Linked DNA regions of Sus scrofa: regions 1, 2, 3 and 4 are each linked to region 5. The links are chromatin contacts, called in public Hi-C and promoter capture Hi-C maps. All regions are on one chromosome and are shown on one strand. The core of a region is the stretch at or near the end of the contact, and the rest is flanking DNA. Distances in the headings are between cores, read along the strand shown. Region 1 holds the start of NARS (asparagine--tRNA ligase, cytoplasmic). Region 2 holds the start of TRIP4 (activating signal cointegrator 1). Region 3 holds the start of ZNF609 (zinc finger protein 609). Region 4 holds the start of FECH (ferrochelatase). Region 5 holds the start of PIF1 (ATP-dependent DNA helicase PIF1).

Region 1 (5,720 bases), core at 1,269-3,768, 290 kb before region 5:
TGGGTTCAGCTGCATGGACTGCCCTTCATTGAGGCTGATCTGGCTGGCTGACTACCACCGCTGAAGACCCAGGCTGACAGCAGCAGAAGCCAACTTTGAGGACCAAAGATTAAGATACTAATCTTTGGGGGGGACCAGGTGGCCAGCTGGTAGCTGGCAGATTACATTTGCTCCCTGGAGGAGGCAGCAATATGCCTCTCAATTGTAGAGGCATTGTCCACCTAAGGATGTGCCCCTTTTGCCTGTAGCACCAGCATCTGTGGACTTACAGAATGCCGTGCCCATCTCCACAGTACATAACATCTGCTATAATCAGGGAACACATTTTCAATGAAAGAAATGTCTGTGGTGTTCACTGTGTAACCATGGGCTTTGCGTCAAGTTAGATTACTGCTTAAAATAATCACATGTGTGTCCTTTTCCTGTGTGGGAAAAATGTACTTCCCTGCTTAAATCATGTTGGGCTTGGCTGTGTGGATTTTTTCTGACTGTGGGAGATGGGCAGATGTGATGAAAGTGTGAAGTGGAGATTGGTACTTGCCACCTGCCTCGACACAGACTGAATCATGAGTCACTGCAGGCTGCCAACCCTCAACACCCCCTGAAAGTCTCCAGGGTGGAGATCAGGAGTGAGGCATTCTGTGCTCTGGGAGAACTGGCAGAACAGGTCTTCGACAGTTAAATATTTTCAGGAGAGGATTTTATGAGCCCAATTCTTACATCTCATATCTAGAAAAGACTTCATGGTGACATCTGCTCCTGGTAACTAGCAGTAACCTCCACAAGGCTAGCAGCTAACTTATATAAAATGTGTGTGTGTGGCTGCATGTACTTCCCCTCCAAAATCACATGTGTACTGACACTCCCTCCTACTTCTTTGGAGCAGAATTTCAAAGTTATCTGAAATGCTGCCTCCTGGGCTGTAGTCTTCATTTTGTCCCCAGTAAAACAACTTTCAACTTGTAAGTCATCCATAGTTTTTAAGCTGACAAAAGCGAAGGTTTAAAGTGTGCTTGTATTTTTTAAATTTATTTTTTATTTTTTAATTTTATTACTCAATGAATTTATTGCATTTATATAAAAATAAAAATAATAATTAAAAATTTTTTAAAAATTTAAAGGAAAAAAATTTTTTAAAAATGTGCTTGTACAGTTGAGTGTGTTTTCTTGCCCCTGCCATTATCAGGAGAAGAGTTTACTGGTCCAAGGAAGGTGATAGAAGTGTGACCTGGATCCAGTCTACATCTTGGAACTAAACCCACCTGAACTTGGTCCAGATCAGCTGACTCCTAGATAGACCAGTGAGAATAAATGATTGTTGTGTTGCCTCTGAGTTTTGGAACATTTTGTTACACAGCTTTATCAGGACAGTAGTGACCGATAAAAGCCCCGTTACTCAGAAGCAGCTGGCTTAAAAGAGGAGCTGAATAGCCTATTGGGAGGCAGTTAAAACACACTGCAAGGTGTCAGACAATGTTTGATGCAATCTCTCACACAGTGGAATGTATATTATTATGATTATTTTGTGTGTTTTTTGGTTTCAAACAGTTCTCCAGGTATTTTCATTTCTGTGAAGCACTTGAAATGTCTATGACCCACACTGAAGCCAGAAGGCAGAAATCTTTACTGTTTTTTTTTTTTTGGTTTTGTTTTGTTTTGTTTTTTGTCTTTTTGCTATTTCTCTGGGCCGCTCCCACAGCTTATGGAGGTTCCCAGGCTAGGGGTTGAATCGGAGCTGTAGCCGCCACCCTACGCCAGAGCCACAGCAACGCGGGATCCGAGCCGCGTCTGCAACCTACACCACAGCTCAAGGCAACACCGGATCGTTAACCCACTGAGCAAGGGCAGGGACAGAACCCGCAACCCGCAACGAATTCCTAGTCGGATTCGTTAACCACTGCGCCACTACGGGAACTCCAATCTTTACCGTTCTTTGCCCAAAGGAAGGACAAACTCTCCTAACACCAGTGAAGACCACATGAAATGGAAGTGAGAGAAGGGACGACAGCTCCAGGGCAACTGCAGACAAGACCCTCTGCCTGCCTCCTGCAGTTTCTACCCCCAGTAATAAAAACAAAGCAGTCAACCTCTTTCCTAGAGTGGTTTGCTCCTCATCTACCCACAGCCCGTACTGAACTTGCCCCTGCCCCCTGTGTCTGGTCCCTGGCCCGTACATGTCACTACCAGAATGTAGGTAAGATGCCATGCTGGCATCCTTCCAGGGCACTCAGCACAGCTTGCACTCAGTAAGCGTTTGCTAATTATCTGTTGGGCAGACAGTTTAGTCCAACCTCCTTCCGGAAGCAGAACTTTACTTACAGCATCGTGGAAACAGTCACTTCCAAGAACAAATTGAAATTTGTCGGTGCTTATAGTGAATGAATGCATGCAGTGAATGGTATTGTTTTTCTCTCCTCCTCAGACCGCCCAGCTGGGGCGCCCTCTTCTTGCGGTCCTCGATATTTCGCCCCCGCCCATCAGGGTTGTTCTAGTCTCTGGGTAGAAGCCTCCTCCGCTCCACCGGGAGCCAGAAGCGAATCACGGTCCTAACCCTGTTATGGCCCCCGCGGGCCACCGTAGCGGGCCGCTGGCTGGGGCCCAAGGCCCGCAACTTCCGTGTTGCCATGTTGTCTCCAGGCACTTTTGCCTTTCCACACGTGGTCTTAACATTTCCGGTTCTGCGCGGCACCTCCCCTGTGAGTAAGGGAGGCTGGATCTCAGGCTTGTTTGAGCACAGCTTTCCGTGCGTTATCTTGGAGCAAGCGCGCAGGCTTCTTTAGCGCTTTTTTATGCACTAAAGTTATTTGCTCCTCAAGACGTTTCGAAGAGAGAAGAGGCAAAAATCACTGTAAGCGTTTCTAGGACACTTTTCCCCAACCCAGGGCCGGGAACGGGGGCTGGGGTGTGGGGAGGGGAAGCTTAGTGTTTGCCTAGATAGCGAAGCGGTCAAGCAATCGAAGAAAATCTCAGTAATGTTTGAGAAAATCTCAGTAATGTTTAAAATCGATTTGACACTGCAAACAAAAAGTGGGAATTATCATTACAGTGACACTATTAACTTAGAAAACTGGAAATGTAACTTTTTGCTTGTAGAGTTAAATTTAAGCATTTAGGTTTGCTCGTTAATTTATTTTGGCGGCCCCCAGGCTCTTTCGTGTTTGTAAACTGCTAGCTTTGTCTTTAATCTCTTCCTGAAAAGTTAAAATGAAGGACACTATAAAGTGTCCTTCATTTTTCTTGAAGGCGGGTGACTAATGGGGCACTGAAGCCAGATATCCTAGGACACAGGGCTCTTTCTGCCTCAGTGACTCTGCTCGGGTTCCTTAATCTCTCTGAGCCACAGGTTTTTCAACTGTAAAGTGATGATAATATTCTGGAAAGGCTGCCTTTGGAGGTTAATGTGAGATACAGAAATGCCTAGTGTGTGCTTGGCATCTAGTGAACTTTCTGAATTAGGATGTAAATAGTATTGCTAGTTAATCATTGTTCTTTTGTTCCATGATCCTGCTTAAATCAAATCTCAGGCCTTCAAACTGCTGAGGGATGCTGGTGGGACGGACCCATACCCCACTCCTAATGAATTCTGGCCAGTTTTCAAAGTATCTCAGACTCTGCAGATCTTTTCCACTGCCCCAACTCTCTCAAGAAATGACCCATCTCTTGCTTCACGCTGTTGAATAGGAGCTCTGATGGCCCTCCTTCAAAACTCTCAAACTTTCCAGGCTCAGCACCTGTCCTTACCTTCTGGTACAATGTAACCACAGCTGACCCTTGAACAACACAAATTTGAATTGATGGGTGGGTTTTTCCCCAGTAAATACCTAGTGCAGTAGTACAGGATCTGCAGTTGGTTGATTCCACCGATGGTCAGTTATAAAGTTATAATCTGATTTTCGGCTGCGTGAGGATTTGTGCCCTAACCCCTGAGTTGTTCAGGGCTCAGCTGTTGTATCCTTCCTCCTGTCTTCTCAGTCCTCCTTATTTCTCCAGTCTAATCTCTATACTCCAGCCAGGGCGAACAGTTGGAAACATAAACTCTCATTCTCCAGCTGGCAACCCTCCCTGACTTCTTTTGCTCTTAGGATCCACCCCAACCCCCCCCCGTAGGCTCACCAGGCTGTATGCTCTCAAGCTTTCTAAATGCACAATTCGTATCAGCCTGGACTCCTTTCTTTGAATTGACCTGGGTACAATGTGGGATTTGAGATAGTCTTGAAAGTTGAAGGTAGAGTCAAATGGTCTTGAAAGTTGAAGGTAGAGTCAAATGGAGGGGGGAGTGGGAAGCTTTCAGAACACAAGGGATTGTGTTCTCTGAAAGCAATGAGGGAGAACTCCCCCAGGTTATTTTGAAGAGCAATCATGGTATTAGTTTAGCAGGAGTTGAGGCTCCTGTGGGGTCTCTGGGGATCTCAGAGGCCCAGTGGATTTCTTGGTTTATGGTTGTGTGTGTATTTTGTTTTTGTTTGTTTTTGTTGTTGTTGGAGCAGATCATGAAAGTATTTTCACCCCAAGCCACAAAATCCTAAGAAACAGTCTGGTCTTGGACAAACCCAATAAATTGAAAAGAGCTCTTCTAGGTTCACATTTACTCAAGATGTTGGCAGTGATGGAATCCTGAGGCAAGTTTCCCAAAAAGTTGAACCATAAATATACCTTTAGAAAGAGTCCTTAGTGTCACCTCTGTTAAACTCTTCACTAATGATGCACGTTTATGTTGGTCACACAAAATTTAAATGAGGAATCTGAAGGTAGGTGAGAGTTCCCAAGTGGGTGGTAACGAGAAACCCTGTATAGGACTCCATAGGCTGGCTTACTCATTATGAAGCTTGGCTCAGCACCCATTTTGTAATGACCCTGCAAGATGATTCTCATTTGGCAAATTGACCTCTAATCTAAAGGTTGATTGTTAACACTTGAGAGAATTGATTCATGATGAGAAATGGTAGGCTCTGGAACCCTCTCACTTTGGCTTCACAATCCAGATCTAATATCTTGAATCCCCTGGCGGGAAGAAACAGAAACATTCTTGGGCTTGTGACAATACCTTGAGAAGGACTACTGTTTTTTTAACAGCATCAGGGGCCAAAGGAACATTGACAGTCTTTCCAACTGGAGATCCTAAATAGGTTATCTGGAGTGAGTGACCTATATCCTGAATTTGGCAGGAGCACCCTGGTTTTTTAACCACCGTATTTGGTCGGGAGGTTTGGATTTCTCTTCATGTTAGAATTTCTCTTCCTTTTATATTTATTGTAAACAGCTATATTATAATTTGATTCAGTTCTGAGGCCAAATTTTTGATAATTTAAAAACTATGAGTTATTTTTTTCCTATGCATCTTACTCCGGAGGTAATAATTACTTAGCTGAAATTGATAGGATAGCATAGAAGCAAATCTGTACTGGTCTCTGAATCTGGAACATTCTCTCACACTTCATTGGCGTTCCCACTTATTTATCATGACCTTAAGATGTTAGATTCTGAGGTCAAAGAAAACATGTGTGTATGTGAGTGGCCTAACAAAACACTGCTCTCAGTCTATAACCATGAACAAAAAGCCACCATGTCATTGGATTCCCAGTCACCCAAGAGGGCAAAGTAAAGAGCTAAGGATTGCTGATCTAATGAATTTGTGGGCTAGGGAAGTCCTTTGAGAGGATTTGTAACTTACAAGCAGGAAGAATATCAACACATACTACCCTTTTTCTGGCTTAAATATT
Region 2 (6,305 bases), core at 1,235-3,734, 440 kb after region 5:
GCCACTAGGGAACTCCTAACAATTTTATATAGTGGTGTGTTATCTGTTAATTCCATATCCCTATTTATATCCTGCCCCCTTTCTCCTTTGGTAACTAAAAGTTTGTTTTCTGTCTGTGGCTCTTTTTCTGTTTTATAAATAAAATCATTTGTATTATTTTTTAGATTCCACATTTAAGTGATATATATTATTTGCTTATCTGAAGTATTTATTTATAAATGTATGTATATATTTTTAATTTATTTTTGTCTTTTCAGGGCAGCACCCAACGCATATGGAAGTTTCCAGGCTAGGGTTTGAATGGGAGCTACAGCTGCCGGCCTATGCCCAACAATGCCAGATCCCAGATGCATCTGTGACTTACACCACAGCTTGCAGCACCCATTGAGTGAGGCCAGAGATTGAACCTGCTTCCTCATGGACACTAATGGGGTTCTTAACCCACTGAGCCGCAAAGGGAACTCCTAGTTGGGTTGTTGCTTTTTGTTTTTGTTTTTGTTTTTTTTTTGATAGTCTATTCTAATATCCATTTTTTGTTTGTTTGTCTTTTTGCCATTTCTTGGGCCGCTCCCGAGGCATATGGAGGTTCCCATGCTAGGGGTCGAATCGGAGGTATAGCCACCGGCCTACGCCAGAGCCACAGCAACACGGGATCCGAGCTGCGTCTGCAACCTACACCACAGCTCACCGAAACACCAGATCCTAAACCCACTAGGAAAGGCCAGGGGTCCAACCTGCAACCTCATGGTTCCTAGTCGGATTCATTAACCACTGTGCCATGATGGGAACTCCTCTGATATCCTTTAAAATAGGCTTTAAAATAATCCTTTAGGAGTTCCTGCTATGGCACAACGGGATCCATGGTGTCTTGGGAGGGCTGGGATGCAGGTTCAATCCCCTGTCCTGGGACAGTGGTTAAGAATCCTTTGTTGCTATAGGTTCCATTTAGGTGAATACAGCTGGGATATCTATTCCCTGGCTGGGGAACACTATATGCCACAAGGGGGTCAAAACAACAATAACAATAATCTTATAAAATAAGCTCTCCTCTCTCCTTGCCAACAAGTCTGTTTTTTCCCAAACTCAGATATTCGCCTTACTTCACACAAAAGCCCTAGAACTGCAATTTAGGTTTCAGTATTGATGAACAAAGAACCAAATCAAGAAACACTTTCAAGTTCCCATCGTGACTCAGCGGAAACAAATCTGACTAGTATCCATGAGCACACAGGTTTGATCCCTGGCCTTGCTCAGTGGGTTAAGGATCCAGTGTTGCGTGAGCTGTGGTGTAGGTGGCAGGCACGGCTCAGATCTAGCATTGCTGTGGCTGTGGCATAAGCCAGCAGTCACAGCTCTGATTCAACCTCTAGCCTGGGAACCTTGGTATACCGCAGGTGCAGCCCTAAAAAGACAAACAAAAGTTTTTAAAAATTTTTAAAAAAAGAAACACTTTTAGATTCTTTGATTAAGTCCAATTTTTTGTGTAAGTTTTTCCCTCCACCTGAACCCTGCACTGCCACCTACCCATCTTTAGTTCTCAGGCTAAACTCACCCCTTGCAATTAACCTTCTGAGTTTCTCAAATCTTAACGAGAATCCTTTCTCCAACGCTCCAACAACACCCTGCACTTCCTCCACTTCAGCAGCCATCAACCATCTTTGCCAGTTCCAGCACCTGGCAAGCACAGCACCTGGCATGGGGGGGGTTAGTTAAAATCAATTGAAAGCCGATATTAAATCATGTTGCCATCTCCATTTCATTAGAATCATAAAGCGTTAAAGATAACTTATGCTAATTATTCACTTTATAGAATACGGAACTTAAGATACAAAGAGGGAAATTAAGTTTCCAAAGATTCTCAAACTGGTGAATGACCACAGAAAATAAAAACTGGGACTCCCAAGTCAGGAGCTATTTTTACACTGTATCACGTCGCCTCCATTTAAATTTCAGATCCTATTTAACACAACCCGGATGGAGCAAACCAAAATGTTCGAATTAAGGAATTTCTGGAAAGACAGTTTGGCTTGCCTCTTTTCTCCAGAATCTACAAGAAAACTGCCTTCCGGGACAGTCTTACAGGTCTAATTATCAGGCAGTTGTTCTCCTAGGAGAAAAAAGGCCCACCGGCCGCCTGCGGAGCTTGACACCCTATTCCAGAAGCTAAACTATAAAGCCGGAGATCAAAAATTGGCGCTTAGAAATGGACAGCAGCCCTTTTACCACATTTCTTCACTCTCATTAACTTTTTTAGTCATCTCAGTTTCCCCATTAGCTCAGCCAATGCACATCCCAGAGCTCCTTCCTGCCACGGACCCCAGCTGGTCTTACTGTATGATCTCCTCACTGACATCCAGGCTGAAAGTTTTCCGCAACTGCTGGGTGCACCAACCCACCAACTGCTCCTGGGACGCCGCCCCAGCCACCGCCATTTTCCCCAGCCGGAACCAGCTGCTCTGCGAAAGCTCTGCGTCCAGCGCTGGACTAGTCCCCTTAGCAACACCGACCTCGCTCGCGCGGGTTCCGCCAGCCTGCGCGGTCTCACGCGGTAGCCCCGCCCCCCAGCACAGATTCCCTCCCACCTCCTCCTTTTTCCCTGATTCCTGATATTTCTTCCACTGGTACCACAGCTCCATCTGCGCGTCATGCTTCTGCGTCTTCAGATGTCGGTCTCCAGAACTGGAAATTTTCCTGAGAAGACACTACAAATATCTATTAAAACTATAGTTTAGGAAAAAAAAACAAAACAATACTCCATAACCTGAGGAGCTAGCTTTAAAATTGTTCTGGTTTTGGAGATCCTGTCGTGGCTCAGTGGTAACAAACCCCGCTTGTATCCAAAAGGACGCGCGGATTAAATCTCTGGCTTTGCTCAATGGGTTAAGGATCCAGCGTGGCGGTGAGCCGTCGTGTAGATTGCAGACGTGACTCGGATCCCACATTGCTGCGGTGGCGTAGGCCAGCAGCTGCAGCTCTGGTTAGACCCTAGCTGGGAATTTCCATATGCCAAGCGATGCGGCCATAAAAAGCAAAAAAAATAAAAAAAAAAAATTGTTCTGGTTTTACGTAAAATATTTAGAATAGCACTTGAGGAGTTCCCTGGTGCCCTAGAAGATAAGGATCCGGTTGTTTTCAGTCACTGCTATGGCTCGGGGTCACTGCTGGGCGCAGATTTTCTCCTTTTTTTTCTAGAGAGCATAATGTCTTCTGATACATTCATTGCTAAATTTAATTGACTGGCTTTGTGTTACATGTATATGTTCTTCATTTGCATTAGGGTATTTAGAATAATTATATTCATTAGATATTGTTTCACCTTTTTTTAATTGAAGGTTGTTTCACCTTTTTTTTTTTTTTTGGCCTAGTCCATGGCATGTGTAAGTTCCTGGGCCGGGAATTGAACCCCAGCCACAGCAGCAACCCAAGCTGCTGCAATGACAATGCAGTCTCCTCAACTCGCTGAGCCACAGAGGAATTCCAAAATGTTAACTTCTTGAAGACAGACTTAAGCTTCTTTTTTTTTTTTTTTTTCCTGGCCTCAGGGTGACATAGCATATGGAGTGACCAGGGAACAGATCGGAGCCCCAATTGTGACTCACACTGCACCTGCGGAAACGGGGATCCTTAACCTCCTGTGCCAGATCAGCTGTGCAAACCTTCGTTCCTGAAGCATATGGGAGTTCCCAGGCTAGGGGTCCAATCTGAGCTGCAGCTGCCAACCTATGCCACAGCCATAGCAACACAGGATCTGAGCCAAGTCTTCCACCTAACACCACAGCTCACGGCAATGACAGATCCTTACCCTCTGAGTGAGGCCAGGGATCGAACCTGGTTGTCATGGATACTAGTCCGGTTGGTCACAAGGGGAACCCCCAGACTCTGTAGCATAGGGCTTAGTATAGCATAATATGATGAAATTACTAGGCCCTCAAGAATAAATTTTTTTTTTTTTTTGGAGTTCCCGTTGTGGCTCAGCAGAAACGAATCTGACTAGCATCCATGAGGACACAGGTTCGATCCCTGGCCTCGCTCAGTGGGTTAAGGATCTGGCGTTGCCATGAGCTGTGGTGTAGGCCAGCAGCTGCAGCTCAGATTCAACCCTTAGCTTGGGAATTTACACACGCTGCAGGTGTGACCCTAAAAAGACCAAAAATAAAAAAATTTTACAAATTAAAAAAACTTTTTTTGCCTTTTAGGGCTATACCCTAGGCTTATGGAAGTTCCCAGGCTGGGGGTCAAATCAGAGCTGCAGCTGCCAGCCTACACCACAGCCACAACAATGCAAGATGCAAGCCACATCTGGGACCTACACCACAGCTTGCAGCAAATGTCAGATCCTTAACCAACTGAGCAAGGCCAGGGATCGAACCCTCATCCTCATGGATCCTAATCAGGTTTGTTAACCACTGAGCCATGAAGGGAACTCTGTTTTTTTTTATCATTATTATTTTTAAAAGTCCTTTTTTCATAAAGTATGTTAGTGATTGGATTCTCTTGGTATTCTAATGTATGTGATGTAATGCTGTTTACAATCAGTATCATTTATTAAAGTGAATTTATCCAAGAGAACAGAAATCAAAGCAAAAATAGGCCAATGGGACCTAATCAAACTGACAAGCTTTTGCGCAGCAAGGGAAACCATTAAAAAAAAAAAAAGCCAAAAAGATAACCTACGGAATGGGAGAAAATAGTTTCAAATGATTCAACTGACAAGGGCTTAATCCCTAAAATATAGAACAACTTACACAGCTCAACAGCAAAAAAAACCCAGCAACCCTAGTGAAAAATGGGCAAAAGACCTGAATAGACATTTCTCCAAAGAAGATATACAAGTGGTCAACAAGCACATGAAAAAAAATGCTCAACATCACTGATCATTAGAGAAATGCAAATCAAAACTACCATGAGATACCACCTCACACCAGTCAGAATGGCCATCATTAATAAGTCCACAAATAACAGATGCTAGAAAGGGTGTGGAGAAAAGGGAATCCCCTTACACTGTTGGTGGGAATGTAAATTAGTACAACCACTATGGAAAACAGTATGGAGGTACCTCAGAAAACTAAATATAGAACTACCAAATGACCCAGCAATCTCACTCGGGCATATATCCAGACAAAGCTTTCCTGCACATGCACCTGCTTATTCACTGAAGCACTATTCACAATAGCCAAGACATGGAAACAGCTTAAATGTCCATTGACAGATGAATGGATTAAGAAGATGTGGTATATACACACAGTGGAATACTACTCAGCCATAAAAAGAACAAAATAATGCCATTTGCAGCAATATGGATGGAACTAAAGACTCTCATACTAAGTGAAGTAAGTCAGAAGAGAAAGACAAATATATGATATCACAAATCTAGAATCTAGTATATGGCACAAATAAAACTTTCCACAGAAAACTCATGGGGAGTTCCCTTCATGGCGTTCCTAGCAGAAACAAATCTGACTAGGAACCATGAGGTTGCAGGTTCTATCCCTGTCCTCATTCAGGGGGTTAAGGATCCGGGGTTGCTGTAAGCTGTGGTGTAGGTCACAGACACCGCTCTTCCAGCGTGGCTGTGGCGTAGGCCCGCAGATAGAGCTCCAATTTGACTCCTAGCCTGGGAACTTCCATATGCTGAACAGTGCAGCCCTGAAAAAACAAAAAAAGAAAATGATTTTTACTAGACAGAGTCCCCCTTGTGGCTCAGCGGTAACCAAATAGACTACTAACCTTGAGGAAGAAGGTTAGATCCCTGGCCTTGCTCAGTGGATTAAGGACCTGGTGTTGTTGCCATGAGCAGTGGTGTGGGTGATGCTGCTCGGATCTGGCATCGATATGGTTGTGGTGTAGGCCACCACCTACACTTCAATTGGACCTCTAGCCTAGGAACTTCCATAGGCCGCAGGTGCGGCCCTCAAAAAAAAAAAAAAAAAAATTTTACTATGCATCACTACCTTTTTCCTAAATTTTTACTCTATTATGTGTCCTTCTTTATCATAATTGTAATTAAAAAGACAAACATAAATATGGCTATAGTACCATGTAGACTGCCCCTATGTGCAAAGATATGTTTGCAATTTTTTGTAGCAATTTACTTGGCATATGTACTAAGGGAAAAGACCAGCAGATTCTCTATGAAGCTCTGATCTCTATGGGATTTGGGAATTAGGTAACTCAGCCCTTTGTAGAAACCAATTAACTGAAAAGGAAATAAGGTGTATTGTGAAAGCATTGTGTATTGAGAGGAGCTTGATGACAAAGAACAACTAGGGATACTCTAGGGCTTGTTGATTTTTCTGATAGGACTT
Region 3 (6,188 bases), core at 2,346-4,845, 360 kb after region 5:
GTCCTTCACTGACACTAAGTGGGCACAGAACCTACCAATCAGCATCGCCTATCTTCATTTTGTCTGTCATAGCCAACTTTTATGAAAGATATCATGAAAGCATATTTAGTACACTATGATTTTGTATCTTGGGGGGTTTTGTTTTTTAAGGAAACTGATTTTTAAAAATCAAGCTGAAGTGAGAATTTAGCTGCTTAAAAGAAAACTTGCAACACAACATAAGGCTGCCTCATCTCAGAGTGGCCCCATCTGTCTGGCAGTATTCCCATCCATGACCAGTTTTCCACAAGGGAAATAACAATTGCTTTGCTACCTTTGGAGCAGGAGAAAGTGGCACTAGAAGGTTCTGGCAGTAAGGAGAGAGAGAGCAGAGTGAGAACTTTGGGAGACTACACATCATTCCTGTACTCGTTAAGTCGCCACCACTGAGACCAGGCAGTAGTGTTCTGAGTCAAATAAGTAAGGAGTGGCACTTCCACTTGACAGAGCAATCAGTAAACCCCTCAACAAATTATCCTGTTCCAGTCATTTAGTTGCTATATGCTAATTGCAACGTAATTACTACCAGGAGCCCAAATTATGCTTCCATATCCTCACACAAAATAAGCACTAATCTGTCCAGCTATCTAGACCTCTCACAAGGAAACATTTTCTAACAAGAAGGTGGGCGGGGAGGGAGATCCAAAGTGCCCTCTGAAAGATGGTCACAATCAGAAAACTCATAAGACTCCTTGTGGCAAGGGCCCAACTCTGAAACCACTAAATCTAATCAGGGCAAATTTAATCTGAGGCTTCTGCCTTCACTATCACCTGACAGGATTCAGAAATGAATGCCAACAGCCCCAGAGCAAAAAGCTTTGGACTCGGTTTAGCTGAGACTTCACCCAGAGACCTAGGACACATAGTTGAAAGCAATCTAAAGAGAGACAACACCTCCAGTAGGACCTTAAGACAGTTCTGCCATCAAGAAATATAAAGGTCAGAATAGCGTGTTCCTTCCTAACAAAGTCCAACACCTAAGTGGCAAACCATCACTTTTAAGAAATTCACAGAAATAAAAAGAAAAGGAAGCAACATGGTCAGACACAGGGCCTCAGAAAGACCTTTGCCACAACCAAAGGCTAAAAGTTCCTCTTCCACAATACCCTATAGGAAATGGTTGGCTACTGTGTACAGTGTACATTGTGTGCAACTGCCCTCTCACAAAGAGCTTGCTTTCTAATCTCTTTATTTTTTTATTTCATTGTATATTTTTCTGGGCCCACCTGCTGGGGCTATGGAGTTCCCAGGCCAGGGATCGAATCTGAGCTGCAGCTGTGACCTACATCACAGCTGCAGCAATGCTGGATCCTTAACCCACCACGCAGGGCCAAAAATTGAACCCACACCTCAGCAGCAACAACACTGGGTCCTTAACCGGCTATACCACAGCAGGAACTCCTCTAATCTCTTTTTAAAGACGTTTTCTTTAATGTCCTAAATGGAAACCCCATTTCCAGTTCCAAATAATTCTTTACCCAAATAATAGTATCTAAATACTATTTGAACAATTCTACAAGATATATGCAAGGATAAGTTTCCTTCTAGCTTGTTCTCATCCTTCTCTCATTAATAACTCCCAAGACCACAATTGATTTTTTTTTTCATGTTCATCTCTCTGGCAATTTTTTCTCAAACACGGAAGCACATATGGACTTTCTTGCACAATGAGTAAGTCAAGTCCTTTCATCAGAATTAAAATAAAGATTAAAAGGAAAGTTGTTTTGTTTCCACAGCCCTTGCCCAGATAGGCAAATTCTGTGGCTTTTTTGTTGTGCAATTTTTCTGAGCAGGAAGTCACCATTAAAAAGGTACTTGGTCCTTGGCTCCCTATCTTAACCGTGCACAGGGTTTTAGTGGTATTCCTAAACAAATAAACAAAAATCAAAACAAAAACATGAGTGTCCCATTTCTATAAAAAGAATTAAACATGCTGGCTCAAACAAGAGTAAAACCCTCCCCTTGGAGTCTTCTTTAAAGGTCTGACACAAACACGAGGGGTGAGTCCCCTAGCCACTATTCCTGCACAACTTAGTACAGGCCAGCCAAAGAGGCAGGCACAACATGGCTGGCATTCCCTATTCTTCTGAAAAATGTGTGCCAATGAGCTGTGCATTGTTCCTCACTCAAAAAGAAGAGCCTTTCTGTCTGGCCTCCTCCAATGGCAAGCCCCAGTCTGGAAAAGGAAGAAAATGGCACTGAGGAGCCTGGGAGATGGAGCATATCCAAAGCTCTCAGACAAGACTTGAACCTATGACCTTCACTGTGTACACAATAGGCGGGTGAGAGGGACGGGTTTATCTCTGCAGCAGCAGTTCTCAGCCCTGGGGTAGCACTCCCGATAAAATGACATGACTATTGTGTGTGGCAGCAGAACAGTCATCTCCTCACAACAGCCTAAACCAGCACTCCCTCCCCCAAGACAAAGCAGCAGGGGTGAAATTAACTCAAGGCTGCAGAGCAAAGCCTAATACAGAAAAGAGAGGCCTGTGGGGGATTGGGGACTCTCCTCAACCCCTGGGGCTCTGGACACATGGCTGGAAACAGACAGGCTTTCTCCCCCATCTTTCCCACTCTCATTTAGGTAGGAAGCTGTTTCTTAGAGAATTTAATCATCTGTGATTTGTTCAGAAATATTCCCCCTGAAGGGCTATGATCTCTCCACCCTGTGTGAGCCTAATTCCTAGAAGCTGAAATGACTGTTTGCTGCTGCCTGTTTCACAAACACACATTAATTGGTCAGATGTGTCTCCTCCTCCTCAACCCCAGAGGGAGGAAGGAGAATCTGAGCAAAGCACAGAGATGATCCAACCGTAATTACACATAAAGGGAAAAGAGGGCAGCATGGGTTTTCCAAACAGGACAGGGTCACAAACCCTCCCGAGGGTACAAGGATAGTAGTTTAAGGGCCAGGCCTAGGGATCCCTCCATCTTGAAGAAAAGGACAGGAGTAAATGTGACCTGAAGACTACAAGGAGCACACACCCACAAGCTACTTACTGCACGCCCCCAGCCACCTTGCTCCCCCCTCCTGGGCCACGCACACGTCCTGCTCCCAGCCCTTCGCCCTGAACCCCCCTAACTCCCTGACTAGCTCCAGTCACCCTGGGCCCCCCGCAAGATACCAGACTGGCCTCTAAAACTCTCTGGCCTGTCCTTACAACCTGGCCAGACTCTAATCCCTCTCGGGTACCCCTACCCTCAGCGTGAACCGGCCTGGCCACGCTTTGAACTTCACCCCAATCCCCTCGACTCCCCCCTCCCCCACCCACGCAACGACCCCCCCCCACCCCGCCATACACACCTTCTCCTCGCTCCGCCCCGGCCCCCAACCCCCACTTCCTCCGTCAGGCGCCGCTGCCCCCGGCCCCCTCAGCGCCGCCGCCTCACTCCTCCCCCAGCCCCAGCTCCACACAAAGCTCGGGACTCACCGCGCGACCGGTCCCGGGAGCCGCCACCTCCGCCCGCCCGGGCCCCGGGCCGTAGAGCCGCCGCTGCTACGGGGCCCAGGCCGCCATCCGTTCCCGCGGCCCCTCCCCCCTCCCCACCCCGCCTCGGCCGGCTCTCCGCCCCCTCCTCGCGCCGCTCCGCCCCGCCCGCCGGTGCCGCTGTTCCGGGGCCGCGGGTCCCTCAGCCGCCGCCACCGCCGCCGCCGCCGCGATCCGGGACAACCAGGGCCGCCCGGAAGACCCGGACACTGGATTATCGGGCCCTCGGATCCGGATTCCGGGCTGGTGTGGAGTCTGGAGCGGTAGAGCGCAGGGGAAACCCGGAACCTGGATGGCGGAGCCAAATCCTGGGTCTCGGAACGCGCGGTCACACGGAGCCCGGATTAGAGACTCGGAGCCAGGATTAGAGACGCGTAGCTCTGGGAATGCTGGAAAACCCGGCCGGTCGGTTAAAACAGAGATAAACTCGAAGAAGCCTGGATGGGAGAGCTCGAACCTAACGCTCTCTCCTCGTGGAAAGAACTCTCGGTGGCCAGACTTCCTCGCAGAGAGGTCTCTGGGGAAGTATCGCACCTTAAATACAGAAGACACCAATTCTGTAAGTGTCCAACCGTGGGGAGAGAAAGAGCCATAAGGGGTGTGAATGTGAACATCTACAAAGAACAGAAGGGCAAACACAGCTCATGGTGGTTTCATCCATTTTATCCGTTGTTTCAGCAAAGTATCAATCCCCTAATTTTTTATCCTTTGTCTTCCAATTTTTTTTTTTTAGGATTATCACTAGTTTTCTTGTTCAAGCACCCATTTCTCATCCTATACCCCTCTTCACCTCATCACCCCATATCACCAAATCCTGTTGATTTATATCACCTAAAAGTCCTATTGTTCTTTTCCAACCCACCATTCTATTTATGATTGTAACTTTTTCTTTCCTTATCTGCCATTCATCTGATTGCTCAGCACACTATCTAGTAGGCATTCAGTCCTTATTTAAGTGAACACTCCCACCCACCTCTCACTTATGAAACATATCATACTCTTCACCTCCTAAATCATCCACCCCCTTCTATAGCAAACAAATTTATCTTAATTCTCAAGTCTTAGCCTAAATTATATCCTTCCTGTGTCCTTGACCACCTTAGCTCTGCAGTTTTCATCTTTCCTTTTTCCACTATCCTGAGGCATCCTTCAACAGTGCCACTCAAAATAGTATGTTACTGGGTCATAAAATCCTTTCACTCTCCATCTCCACATACACATGCAAAAGCTGTGTGTGTGTGTGTGTGTATGTGTGCACGTGTGTGCACACCAGGGGGTGATGGCTAAAGATGAACGCTAGGCCTGTCTGATCTATGAAAAATAATCTCCCCTTGGCCCACCCATATTCAGCTTGTTCTAGGACAGTACAAAAACAAAACTGATGCCAGGTGACAGCAAACCTCTAATCTACACTGATGATATTACAAGTGAGGATTCAGCTACTTTCAGGTAGAGAAAGAGAAGGGCTTAGTGTTTTAGGCTTAGATATGACTTAATTAAGGGTTACCATTTAAGTAGTCATTTCCTACTAAAGAGCATGACTCTACCATTGTAGGAGACTGGACTACAAAAATAGGGAACAAAAGAAACATTCCTACAGCGAACTCTTATTTATTTTTGCTTTTCAGGGCTGCACCCGCAACATGTGGAAGTTCCCAGGCTATGGGTCAGATCAGAGCTGTAGCCACTGGCCTGTGCCACAGCCACAGCAACATGGGATCAGAGCCACATCTGCGACCTACACCACACCTCACAGCAACCCAGATCCCCAACCCACTGAGGGAGGCCAGGGATTGAACCCAAATCCTCATGGATTCATTTCCACTATGTCACAATGAAAACTCCTGAACTCTAATTTTTAGAGAGAAATTTCTCAAGCCTAGAAGAACCACTAAAAATCTTCAAGCAATTGACATCCTATACAGTAAAAGAACCTGACTTCCTGTTCCTCTAGGCTAGGGTTTGGGAAAATAGGGCCCACGGGTCAAATCAGGTGCAATGCCTGTTTTGGTATATCCCATGAACTAAAAATGGTTTTTACATTTTTGGATGGCTGAAAAATAACCAAAAGAAGACTATTTTGTGATGTGAACATTATGTGAAATTCAAATTTAAGTGCCCCAAAATAAAGTTTTATTGGCTAATAGCCATGTTCATTCATTTACACATTATCTATGGATTCATTTTGCTTGCACTGCAACAGCAGAGTTGAGTAGTTGCAATACGTACTGTATGGCCTGAAAAGCTTAAAATATTTGCTCTCTGTCCCTTTAGAGAAAAAGTGTGCTCATTCCAACTCCAAACAAGCCCTGTCTGATAGAACTTTTGCAATGATGGAAATATTCTATACTTGCACTGTTCATTTCAGAAGTCACTAACAACATGTAGCTATTTGAGCACTTAAAATATCATACTGTGACTGAAGAACTATAAATTCTTGATTTCACTTAATTTAAATAATCACATGCGGCTAGTGGCTACCATATTAGACAGTGCAGCTCTAGATGCTTTTCAAATCTTCCCCATTGACATTTTTTGCTGTTTTCTCAACATCTCACTCCCTTCCAGTGATACATCTATGCGTTCTCAGTCATCCTCCCTGCCCCTTATTTACCTGATGCCAAGTTAGGGTATAATATTTACTAGGTTCTTCCTAGACCC
Region 4 (5,503 bases), core at 1,600-4,099, 320 kb before region 5:
ATGTATATGGTTAAGCAAGAAGTAAGAATACTCAAAAATAAGGACTTGCCCACTTACGATCTAAGACCAGGTCATTCTAACCCTACTTTTGACACAGACAACTGGTCTACCTTTGGAAGGCCTACAAACAATAAAAGCTATAAAACTGAGAGATACGCAGATGAATAGAAGATAACCTAAGAAAACAAAACTTCATTAATTCCTGGAGAAACCCAATAGGTGAATCAGTCAAAAATATACCCGTGACTTAAGAAGTTCATGGGAATAACTGGTTCTCCAAAACCAAATTATTTAATATTTTGGATGCTTGGGGGTGGTACAACAGAGAGTAGAAAACAAGGTATACAAGTACCTAATAGAGCCTTTTTCTATTATGTAGGAGACGACTATTTCAAAAGATCCTAACAAAAATGTGCGCCATTTTAAAAATTAACAGAAATAGGAGTTCCTTTTGTGGCTCAGTGGTTACCAAATCTGACTAGGATCCATGAGGTTTCAGGTTCGATTCCTGGCCTCACTCAGTGGGTTAAGGATCTGGCGTTGCCATGACCTGTGGTGTAGGTCGCAGACACAGCTCAGATCCCTCGTTGCTATGGCTGTGGCGTAGGCTGGCAGCTATAGCTCTGATTCGACCCTAGCCTGGGAACTTCCATGTGCTGTGAATGCGGCTCTAAAAAGCAAAAAAATGAAATAAGAAAATGAACAGAAATAAGATCCTATATTATAACTATTAATAAACACTTGGGGAGAGGAGGCTTTAAGAAAAGAATTGTTATTTTGCTGTTATGGAGCCAAAATATTCTGTCATTAATTTAAACACTGATTTTCTTTTTTATTATTCTAGATTTATTTTTTCTAATTACAAAAGACATATGTGCCTAATGTAGAAAATTTGGAAAGAAAAAGGCACAAAGAAACAAAAATTGATTACTCTACCAACTTTCTAAAAGTACAATGGCACAATGTATGTGGTTAAGCAAGAAGTAAGAATACTCAAAAATAAGGACTATATACATTTATACTGGGGAGCTTCTTATAATTTTCTAATATGCAAAAATACAAAGTGAGTGCAAAATTTTGCTTTTCTACTGCAAGAATTCAAGAAATACTACTCAATTTTTTCTAGAAATTATTTATTTATTTATTTATTTATTTATTTATTTATTTGTCTTTTTGCCATTTCTTGGGCCGCTCTCACGGCATATGGAGGTTCCCAGGCTAGGGGTCGAATCAGAGCTGTAGCCACGGCCTACGCCAGAGCCACAGCAACGCGGGATCCGAGCCGCGTCTTCAACCTACACCACAGCTCACGGCAACGCCGGACTGTTAACCCACTGAGCAAGGGCAGGGACCGAACCCACAACCTCATGGTTCCTAGTCGGATTCGTTAACCACTGCGCCACGACAGGAACTCCACAGTCTAGAAATTAATTAGAAGTTAATTCCTTCATATAAAACAAGATAATTTCAGTACTATAACTACATCTTAAAATCAGAGTCCATAATTCAGTTGAACTCTAAATCTACTTCCACTATGGTTAACTAATCCTTTCGCTTAGTTACTTATAACCCGGACAACAAATCCTTTAAAGTTTCTCGTATTGTTCTACAACCTCAACTCTAAAGCCTGTCCAGACTTTGCTACAGGAAGGATGGATGAAAGAAAAGACTAATTGGATACCTCTTTCAGCTCCATTACTGGCACTGTGCTTCCTCTTCTTAAAAGACAATGTCTTTTGTCTCCCACTACCCTTAGCAACTGGATCCTCATTGTACACTAGGACCTTATTATTTTCCTAACAAAGGCACCTGTAATAAGATATGGAGGTTTAGAATGGATGCCTTCTCAGAAGGTGCCAAATGGATGATTTAGGGAGTTTATAAAAATAAGTCAGATCTGTGTCCAGTAACCATTCAAAGGTACTAATTTAGCATCTTAGCAGGTGGCAGCCTTTTACATAACAATAACTGAACACTTTGAGGGTATCTATATATCTACTGTGTGCCTGTCACGGTGCTATAGGCGTTATCTGTATTCAGCTAATCTCCATGGCAAGCTTATGAGGTATTACCTTCTCCTTTTACGTTTAACAAAGTTCAAGCTACACTGAATCCCTTGCTGAAGTGCTGCAGGGCTAGTATCCCAGCCAGGAGTGTCTGAACTAGAGTTCTGTCAGCAAAGTACGTTCACGTCTGTATCAGATATGTGCAGGATTGTCACTGGGGCTTTTTCTCCAAATACCTGTATAAAACACTAAGCCCAGCTGCCCCGCAGTGGGTCCTGCTGCAAAAGTGAGCACTGCGTGACGCCAGGGGCTAGGGAGAGGAGCAGTGGACCCAGTGTGACTTCCACCACCAGGGAGGGAACCTCAGGGTAGATGTCTACGGTGATGATGATGGTGACGTTGCCATCGTTACCATTTCTGTGCCTGGCCCTTAACGCACTCTGCCTCCCGTAATCCTCACAACTCTGTGACTATCATTATTCTTATTTTACAGAAAAGAACTAAGGCTCTGAGAAATTCAGCCACTCCTCATGGCCACCCAGCTGACCAATAGGACTCCAGGACCCCTCCCCACGGCCTCCGAGGGCCGTCAAGTAAGCCCCACGGGAGGGTCCCTTTCCGGATCCCTTCTCCGCCCCTTGCCCCACAACCCAGCTTCCTGTGCAGCCGCCGTCGTTCCTGGAAGTTCCCAGGCCCGGGGGCCTGCAGCTAGCTGCCTGCTGTCCCCGCCGTCACCGGGTCCCCAGCCTAGGCGGCGGCCGCGACAACCCCACTTACGCAGATCGCGGAGCAGGACGCCCCCAGATCGCAGGGCCGCAGCCATGTTTGTGCCGACTGAAAGCATTCCCGGGGCAGCCTCGGCCCGGGGCCTGGGTTCCTCCCGCAGCAGCACAGCCAGGCACGGGCTCCGACAACGACCAGTCGCAGAGCGCAGCACCAGCCACCCACGCTGCCTTATCATGCGCCGCCACTCCCTGCGCCCAGGCTGCGCGCCCGCTCATTCGCTGCCGAACCGGGGCGGGGATCGAGGGCGGGGCCAGGAGGAGGCACGCCCCTCACCGGGGCCTGCCCTGCCGTAAGGCAGTCTTCAGGGTAAGAAACGGCTCAGGACTGTACTATCCGCCCTTTCCATCTCTTCCACCAAAAATACTTGCGTTGGCGCCCAGCTTCACTCTGTGTCTCCCTGGTTGCACATAGCCACCTGACCAAGGCAGGAACTGCAACCACAACTCAGCAAAGAACTTTCTTGACATTACCGTTACTATCGCATAGAATGAGAATGCTTTTGCCTCAATTCTCCACTTTCGTTGCCTAGGTACAGAACAACTGTGCTGACTCTTTTGCTTTGTTTTCAGAATGAGAAAAGGAATTCTTTCATATAAGACACTCACGAATAATTATCCAATTTTTCTGCAGCAGATTTTGACAGCTGTGACCAGAAAGCCAACATTATACAGCTAACGTGATCGTGTTAAGAAAAGTGAAGGCCAGCCCAGCAAATCAACTTCTTGGAAGGCTAGTGTGGTGAAGTTTATCAGTATGATGTCTGCGCACCTTGACAAGGTAGTCACCTGACCCCAAACCGCCCACGGGACAGCCCCCACCCCCTTCATTTTTAGCCTTTCCTACATCCCTACACCTGCACCCCTACATCCCGCCCACCTGACCCATAAATTCAGTGCGTCTCAGAGTACAAGACCAACCTTTGGAACAGAAAGGTGTCAGGCATCATTCTTTCATTCACTGAACAAGCATTGAGCATCTATCATGTGCACTTGGAAAACAGCAATGAATAGAACAGAGGAGGGGCTTACATGGGGATTAGGGGAGAGTCAGAAAATAATCACAATATGTACTATTTAGGGTGATGATGAGCGTTAGAAAGAAAGAAGCGATGTAACAGAGATGAGAGAGAGGAGGCTAATGCAATTTGAAATAAAGAGGTCAGAGAAGTCCTCACTGCCATTTGTGAAAGACCTGAGGAAGTAGGGGGCATGCCATGTGGAACATTCCAGGAAGATGGAGTCTAGATTGGGTTGGAAAAGTTTTCTGTATTCTCTTGATTAAATTAGTTTATTTATTATTAAAGTTAGTCCTCCTTGGTTATAAGCTCAGTGTAAATATGTCAAATTAAATGAATTACCTTTCATATTATCTACATGATCTTCAAATCAACTCAGAATGAAAATTATATTAGTTTAATTTGCCCTTTAAGGAGGTGATCTTCAGGAGTTCTCTGGTAGCCTAGAGCTGTGGCATGGGTTCGAGTCCTGGTTCAGGGAATTTCCTCATGCCATGGGCATGGCCAAAAAATAAATAAAAAAGAGAGGTGATCTTCATAGATAATATATTCCTCTACCTAAAGCCTAAACCCATTGCTTTTTTTTTCTTTTTAGGGCCACACCTGTGGCATATGGAAGTTCCCAGGCTAGGGGTTGAATCAGAGCTGCAGCTGCTGGCCCATGCCATAGCCACAACAATGCCAGATCCAAGCTGCATCTGTGACCTACACAGTAGTTTGTGGCAACGTAATCCTTAACCCATTGAGTGAGGCCAGGGATCGAACCTGAACCCGCAACCTCATGGGTACTAGTTGGATTTTTACCCACTGAGCCACAATGAGAACTCCTGAAACCCACTGCTTTTAAATAAACTACACAAACAGACTCTACATTTTGAAATGTTCTGCTGGAAAAAGTGGACAAGGCAAGAGAACTAGAAAAGGCCAAGAGTTTGTAATGGTTGAGCTATGTGGGCTCTCCTCAGCTACCTCTGGGAGCCTCTGGAAATGTTATCTCTCCATCCCGGGTGCTATGCCCCTCCTGCTAAGTGGAGATAACAGGAGTCTTCTGGCCCCTCCCAGGGAAATGCTGATGATTAGTGACAAGGCAGAAAGGTGCAAAGCCCACATAATCAGCACTGAAACAGGTTAAATTTGTAGCTGGCCAGAAAGAAAGAAGGGAACTAGCAAAACATGCTTTATTAAGTATATCAATATAATAAAATTAAAAAATGAATTAGCACCATGCCATACATTTTCCTCACACCTGTATTTTTATTTTTACTGACTTTTTAAAAACTCATTCAAAACTACACTCTTGATGTACATATGAAGACTCAGGTTACAAATGTAAACAGAACTTTATGCTTTTTCCCCAAAGAGAGTTTCATGACATTTGTTATTTCTAATCTAAGACTTATTTCTTACAAACATCATATATAACAGCTTTTCAATGAGTACATTTTATGTTCTTTTGAAGTGGAAGCAGCTATAATGTGATTTATAGGAGCCCTTTTCAAAACCCTTTGGAGATGCCTAGCCTGGAAACTTCCATATGTCACATGTGTGTCCCTAAAAAGCAAAAAAAAAGAAAAAAGAAGAACTGATCAGAAAACATAGTCCTTAAACCAGAAATTGTGAGTTCTAAATATGGGTTTAATAAGAAATCCAGAAAGCCCTTCAAGGCTAAAGAAATTTATAAAAATTTAAATTATGA
Region 5 (5,856 bases), core at 26-2,525:
TCCAACTCACATCCTCATGGATCCTAGTCGGGTTCATTAACCACTGAGCTACAAAGGGAACTCCCTGAATGTTCTTAAAGGTAATGAATTGTGCACTTAAAAATAGTCTAAACGGAGTTTCCACTGTGGCACAGTGGCTTAAGGATCCAGCATTGCTGCAGGTGTAGCATAGTTCACAGCTGCAGCTGGGTTTGGATCACCGGCCCAGGAACTTCCATATACAGTGGGTACAGACTCCCCCCGCAAACAAACAAACAAACAAACAAACTTCTTGGAGCCTTGGTTTCCTCACTTGAAAAATGGGGGCAATTCAATAAATGAGGGGGCTGACTCACCTGTAAGATCCCTTCCAGCTCTGTCATTCCAAGATTTAATGAGGAGAAAAAAAGATAATTAAAAATAAATTCCCAGAGTTCCCGTCGTGGCTCAGTGGTTAACGAATCTGACTAGGAACCATGAGATTGCGGGTTCGGTCCCTGGCCTTGCTCAGTGGGTTAAGGATCTGACGTTGCAGTGAGCCGTGGTGTAGGTCGCAGTTGCAGCTCGGATCCGTGTTGCTGTGGCTGTGGCATAGGCCGGCGGCTACAGCTCCGATTGGATCCCTAGCCTGGGAACCTCCACATGCTGTGGGAAGCAGCCCAAGAAATGGCAAAAAGACAAAAAAATAAAATAAAAATAAAAAATAAATAAATTCCCTGAGCAGCCAGAGCAATAAGAGGGATTACTGATTCCCTGAAAACAGAGGCTCATTCACTTCCCTTGTACTCTTGAGCATCCGGCCACAGGTCTGAGTTCTACACTGTTGGCCCTCAGCCGGATGGGAAGGACGAATACGTAAAACGACGCTTACAAGGGCAGAGGAAGTGTAGAAAGTTTCGGGGCAGACAGAGACAGCAGTAGCAACAGGCGGTGGAGGGATGTGGTTTGCCCAGAAATGAGCAAACGGTCCTATAAATGTAAACAGGAATGCGAGGGATCAAAGGCAGCTCTTCCCCAAGGCCAAGTTCAGCTGCTGTGTGAGGGCTTAAAGCGGAGGAAGGAGAGTGTGCTGGAGGCTTGAAAATAAGTCAGACACACAACACCACGCGCCGCCCGGATGCGCTCACTTCTTCCTCCCCCTACTCCTACCTGTCCGCGCGACTTGGTACGCTCCGCCAGCACAATAAGCCTCTCCCTCCGGCGTGCTATTGGTACAGCCCAGGCTCCAAGAGTAGACACCCAAAGACACGCCCGTTGCCACGCCCGCTGTCTATGATTGGCTGGAAAATTTAAAGATCCGGCCGATGATAGGGTGATTCTCTACTCCCAGGATTTGAAAGTTCCCAGTGTCCTACCTTTGCGTGCATGCCGGCTCTGTTCAGCTTGTCCGTCGCAAGTGAGTGTTCACTCGGATGCCAGAGGTGGGAGGCAGAGAACCTTCTTCTTCAAGGGGTCCCTGCCGGGAGGGTGCACACGAGTGGGTCAGACGGAGGGAGAATGGATTCCCGCACCCCAGGGTCCCTCTGCGATTTCCCTAACCAAAGATTCTCTACTCTATCCCTACCCTGAAGATGGGAAGCGCCAGGGCTTCAGAATCACACGAGCCCTGACTCCTACCACCCCTTGTGGCCTCTCTCAGCCTGTTTTCCACTTCTGTACACGGAGAAGAGTGAGACCTGCTTGGCCGCATGTAAACTAGTGAACGTACCTGGAAGACATAAGACGCTTATTAGGGAGTATGTTTCCTGTTCACCTCCTCAACGTGAAAGTCTCTGGCTTCTTAAGGACAGGACTCAGGATTCTCGTGTCCGCCTATGGGTCTCTTGGAAGCAGGCTTCTTTTCCGTTCCAGGGCTCCCTTCTGTGGCACTTGGCGGACAGCTGCGGTTCTCCAATGCTGGATGCAATTGACGCTGCCCATCCGCTGCCCTGGAAATTATTGTGTAGGGTAGTAATTTCTAAGAGAAAATCCGGTTTACTCTAGGGCCCTTTTACCATTTCCGTGACCTCTTTGTGTTACCAGTGACAGCCTCTGTGACCCTATGTGGCCTTCACCGGGCTCCCCGTCACGGCTTCTATACAACCTATGATATATTCCTTGAGTCCCCGTGACCCCTGAGCTCCGGTCTTTTTACAGACCCGCAGAGGCGATGGCAATGCTGTCGGGCACCCAGGCAGCGGCAGCAGAAAGCGAGGACGCGGAGCTACGGTGCCGCGTGGCTGTGGAAGAGCTGAGCCCGGGAGGGCAGCCGCGAAGGCGCCAGGCGCTACGCACCGCGGAGTTGAGCCTGGGTCGTAACGAGCGCCGGGAGTTGATGCTTAGGCTGAAGGCGCCGGGACCCGCGGGGCGGCCGCGCTGCTTCCCCTTGCGCGCTGCGCGCCTTTTCACGCGCTTCGCAGCGATGGGGCGCAGCACTCTAAGGCTCCCGGCCTATGGCGCTTCCCCGGCCGGCGCTGTGCAGCTGCTGCTCTCCGACTGCCCTCCAGACCGCCTGCGCCGCTTCCTGCGTACGCTGCGCCTCAAGCTGGCCGCGGCCCCGGGTCCCAGGCCAGCCTCCGCCCGCACTCAACTTCTTGGCCCAAGGCCCCGCGACTTCGTCACCATCAGCCCGGTGCAGCCCGAGGAGCTGCGGCGCGCGGCGGTCACCCGGGTCACGGACACCACGCCAGTGAAACTGCCCACGGAGCCCCGGGTGGGGGCCAAGTCCAACACCGTGAGGACAACGCCTTGGGGAGTGGGTGTGCCACTGAGATGGAAAAGACTAAAGTGGCCCACGTTTAGGAGGGAGATGGTGGTGGTATTTGAGATGGCAGGCTGGTTGTTTCAGAGAAGATGCTCATCGGACTTTTGAAAATAAGAGGGATATGGGCATCGTGCATGTGGTTCTCATAGTGCAATCCTTGAGACTGAGTAAGGAGAATAGGAAAAGTGGGTCCAGGTCACATTAACAGAGAAATCAGGAGATCCCCCTCGTGGCTCAGTGGTAATGAACCTGACTGGTATTCATGAGGATGCGGTTCCATCCCTGACCCCGCTTAGTGGGTTAAGGACCCTGCATTGCACTGAGCTGCGGTGTGGGTCGCAGATGAGGCTCAGATCTGGGTTGCTGTGGCTATGGTGTAGGCCGGCAGCTGTAGCTCTGATTGGACGCCTAGCCTGGGAACTTCCATATGCCACAGGTGCGGCCCTTAAAAAAGAGAGAAAGCAGAGAAGGTGCTGCAGAAGAAAAGTAGGAATATGGTTTCCCAGGAGAAGGAGAGGAGCTTTTGGAGAGAAGTGGTCAGCTGGATAGGGGCAGTCAACAGGTCCAGTCAGAGGGGAGACAAATTCTGGTGGATTTGACAGTGTTTGCCAACTGGAACAGATGGATGGAAGACTACAGGGGTTTGAGACTAAGCTGGTGAGAAGATGGAGATGAGGCAAGAAGAGGCCCTAACTAGGCAGGGTTTTGCTTGGGTGTTCTGAGGTGAGAGAGAGAAATTTGAAACAGAAAGAGTAGTGAGAAGGAAGGATGGCTAAGAGGACCAGGAGAGTTAGGAAACCCAGGGAAGGGAGTTGAGACAGAATCTGGACCTATACACTGGGGTCTTCAGGTCACCAGGGGTCAGTGGAGACCTGGTCCTGGTCCCTTCCTCAAGGGGGAACTGGACCCCTATGGTTACTGGCAAGATCTCCAGGGGAACCAAGGCTGCCCAAGGGCTCCAAGAAATGAAGCCAACAGAAACACAAAGGGCTACCAGGCCAAGAAGGTAGAGGGCAATGCTTAGGGAATGCGGGGAGACTCTGAGACAGCCCTATCCCCCCTAGGAAACCTCAAGGTGGCCCCTGCCTGTGAAGAGGCTGAGCTTGCCCCCCACCAAACCACAGCTCTCCAAGGAACAGGCTGCTGTGCTGAAGGTTGTCCTGAAAGGCCAGAGCATTTTCTTCACTGGCAGTGCAGGTAGCGGGGGCAGAGCGAGTGTGGGGAGAGCAGTGGTGCACTGGGATGGACCTGACTTTGCTTTCTGCCCAGGGACGGGGAAGTCTTATCTGCTGAAGCGAATCCTGGGCTCACTTCCTCCCACAGGCACGGTGGCCACTGCCAGTACTGGGGTGGCAGCCTGCCACATCGGGGGCACTACCCTCCATGCCTTTGCAGGTAAGTGAGAGTCCTTGAGACTTGAGCTGGGAGTAGGCCAGGCCGTGGGAAGGGAGTGGAGGTCAGGGCTAGGATCTCAGCTCAGGCTGAATAGTGTCACTCACAGGCATCGGCTCAGGACAGGCTCCCCTGGCCCAGTGTGTGGCCCTGGCCCAGCGGCCAGGTGTGCGGCAGGGTTGGCTGAACTGCCAGCGGCTGGTCATTGATGAGATCTCCATGGTAGAGGCAGACCTATTTGACAAGCTGGAAGCCGTGGCCAGGTCAGTAACATGCAGAAAGGGCGGGTTCTGGTGGTCTTTCATGTGGACCCCATTCATCCCAGCCCCTAAAGTACCCTGTGCTCCTCTCCAGAGCTGTCAGGCAGCAGGACAAGCCATTCGGAGGCATCCAGCTCATCATCTGTGGGGACTTCCTGCAGCTGCCACCTGTAACCAAGGGACCCCAGCCCCCACAGTTCTGCTTCCAGGTACCACTCACCCCCGGTCCTAACCCTCATAGCGGTCTGCTGTGCTCCCTGACACCCTCACCTTGCCCCCACCAGGCCAAGAGCTGGAGGAGGTGTGTCCCAGTGACCCTGGAGCTGACCGAGGTGTGGAGGCAAGCGGACAAGACCTTCATCTCTCTGCTGCAAGCTGTGCGGCTGGGCAGGTGGGCCCTGGTGAATAGAGAGGGGGCAATGGGATGAGGATCCAAGCGTGGATCAGAGAGTGGCCCAGGGACTCAAAGAAGGGGGAGAAATGCTTCATGGCGCCATAGGAGGTGGTCACTATATGAGCACTGGGACCCAGCCTACCCCCCGGGTTGTGTCGCTATCACCCAGCATAGTGCCTGGCACAGAGTACATCTCAGGCATCTGGGCTGATGGAGACACAACCGTCATTCAGAGATGTTAACACTCCCATTTCACTGATGCAGAAACTGGGGTTCAAAGAGGTACAGTGACTTGCCCAAAGTCATGACTAGTAAGTGGCTGAGCTGGGATTTAAACACAGGTCTAACTAAAACCCAAGTTCCTTCTACTCTTAGAACCTGTGGGGAGTTCACTTGTAGCCTAGCAGGTTAAAGATCCAGCCTTGTCACTGTGGCGGCTCAGGTCACTGCTATGTCATGGGTTTGATCCCTGGCCTGGGAACTTCCACATGTAGGAATGGCCAAAAAAAAAGAACCTGTGGGGTCACTTGGTGGGATGTTGCAGACATGATCCCACCCCAGTTAGGACAAAGGGTTGAAATGCTACAGCTACTCTAACATAGGAGTGGAAAGAAGGCCAGAAATTTAGAAGATACGGGCCAGAGCTGGGCTTTGAGATCCAGGTCAAATTGGGATGGCATGCGGGAGGTGGAAAAGCTGATAGGAAGGTGCACAGCACATACCAGCAAACGTGTGTTTGGGGGTGGTGGTGGGGGGGAACAAGAGGAAGGCCGAATGACCGAGCAGTGAGAGATGGTCCCAAGTTCTTCCCCTCCTCCTACATGAGTTGCTGCAGCACCCAGCCTTCCCCTGAAGGAAGGCTTGACAGAAAACAGAAACAGAAGCTACCTTTATTCCCCTAAAGCAACAGGCAAGGGGCTAGAAAATTGTAGCCTGGAGGCCTCTCTGATTATAGGCTACCAGTATAACCTCAGCACCTCATCATCAAGGTCTCCAAATCTCTGGTCTGTGCTCACTCATTGTACCCAGCTTCCTCAGGAAGGTGGCTAGCCCAACTTGGGGGCAGACACAGGGAAGGGTACCCACCC

The links. Promoter capture Hi-C pulls out the DNA fragments that hold promoters and counts their contacts. A called contact is a pair of places that touch in the nucleus more often than the background predicts.
Region 1: a contact with region 5 is called in a promoter capture Hi-C map of fetal liver, with 4 times the contacts expected there. The contact joins the promoter of NARS here to the promoter of PIF1 in region 5. A contact is called at or near these places in 2 of 5 promoter capture datasets (fetal liver and liver), 4 of 47 Hi-C or Micro-C datasets (fetal heart ventricle, heart right ventricle, liver and 1 more) and 1 of 2 datasets of contacts at active chromatin or transcription factors (alveolar macrophages).
Region 2: a promoter capture Hi-C map of liver shows a contact between it and region 5, with 2.8 times the contacts expected there. The contact joins the promoter of TRIP4 here to the promoter of PIF1 in region 5. A contact is called at or near these places in 1 of 5 promoter capture datasets (liver), 1 of 47 Hi-C or Micro-C datasets (liver) and 2 of 2 datasets of contacts at active chromatin or transcription factors (alveolar macrophages and skeletal muscle).
Region 3: a contact with region 5 is called in a Hi-C map of liver, with 4 times the contacts expected there. The contact joins the promoter of ZNF609 here to the promoter of PIF1 in region 5. A contact is called at or near these places in 2 of 47 Hi-C or Micro-C datasets (heart right ventricle and liver) and 1 of 2 datasets of contacts at active chromatin or transcription factors (alveolar macrophages).
Region 4: a contact with region 5 is called in a promoter capture Hi-C map of liver, with 2.6 times the contacts expected there. The contact joins the promoter of FECH here to the promoter of PIF1 in region 5. A contact is called at or near these places in 2 of 5 promoter capture datasets (fetal liver and liver) and 1 of 2 datasets of contacts at active chromatin or transcription factors (alveolar macrophages).

What each region holds. Positions count from the first base shown.
Region 1 is chr1:106,930,587-106,936,306 of Sscrofa11.1, forward strand. It overlaps NARS (asparagine--tRNA ligase, cytoplasmic), which reads right to left and starts at 2,519. Exons shown (of 16, transcript XM_003121455.6): 1 at 2,320-2,519.
Region 2 is chr1:107,652,195-107,658,499 of Sscrofa11.1, forward strand. TRIP4 (activating signal cointegrator 1) reads right to left here and starts at 2,485. Exons shown (of 12, transcript XM_021093826.1): 1 at 2,332-2,485. The coding sequence starts at 2,432.
Region 3 is chr1:107,579,752-107,585,939 of Sscrofa11.1, forward strand. It overlaps ZNF609 (zinc finger protein 609), which reads right to left and starts at 3,596. Exons shown (of 9, transcript XR_002344510.1): 1 at 3,471-3,596.
Region 4 is chr1:106,895,386-106,900,888 of Sscrofa11.1, forward strand. It overlaps FECH (ferrochelatase), which reads right to left and starts at 2,850. Exons shown (of 11, transcript NM_001170523.1): 1 at 2,784-2,850. The coding sequence starts at 2,850. It overlaps LOC110260892 (a long non-coding RNA gene), which reads left to right and starts at 3,105. Exons shown (of 3, transcript XR_002344451.1): 1 at 3,105-3,321; 2 at 3,423-3,569.
Region 5 is chr1:107,217,305-107,223,160 of Sscrofa11.1, forward strand. PIF1 (ATP-dependent DNA helicase PIF1) reads left to right here and starts at 1,276. Exons shown (of 11, transcript XM_021093760.1): 1 at 1,276-1,375; 2 at 2,116-2,692; 3 at 3,787-3,919; 4 at 3,992-4,117; 5 at 4,224-4,377; 6 at 4,469-4,765. The coding sequence starts at 2,129. LOC110260912 (a long non-coding RNA gene) reads right to left here. Exons shown (of 3, transcript XR_002344495.1): 3 at 1,772-1,907.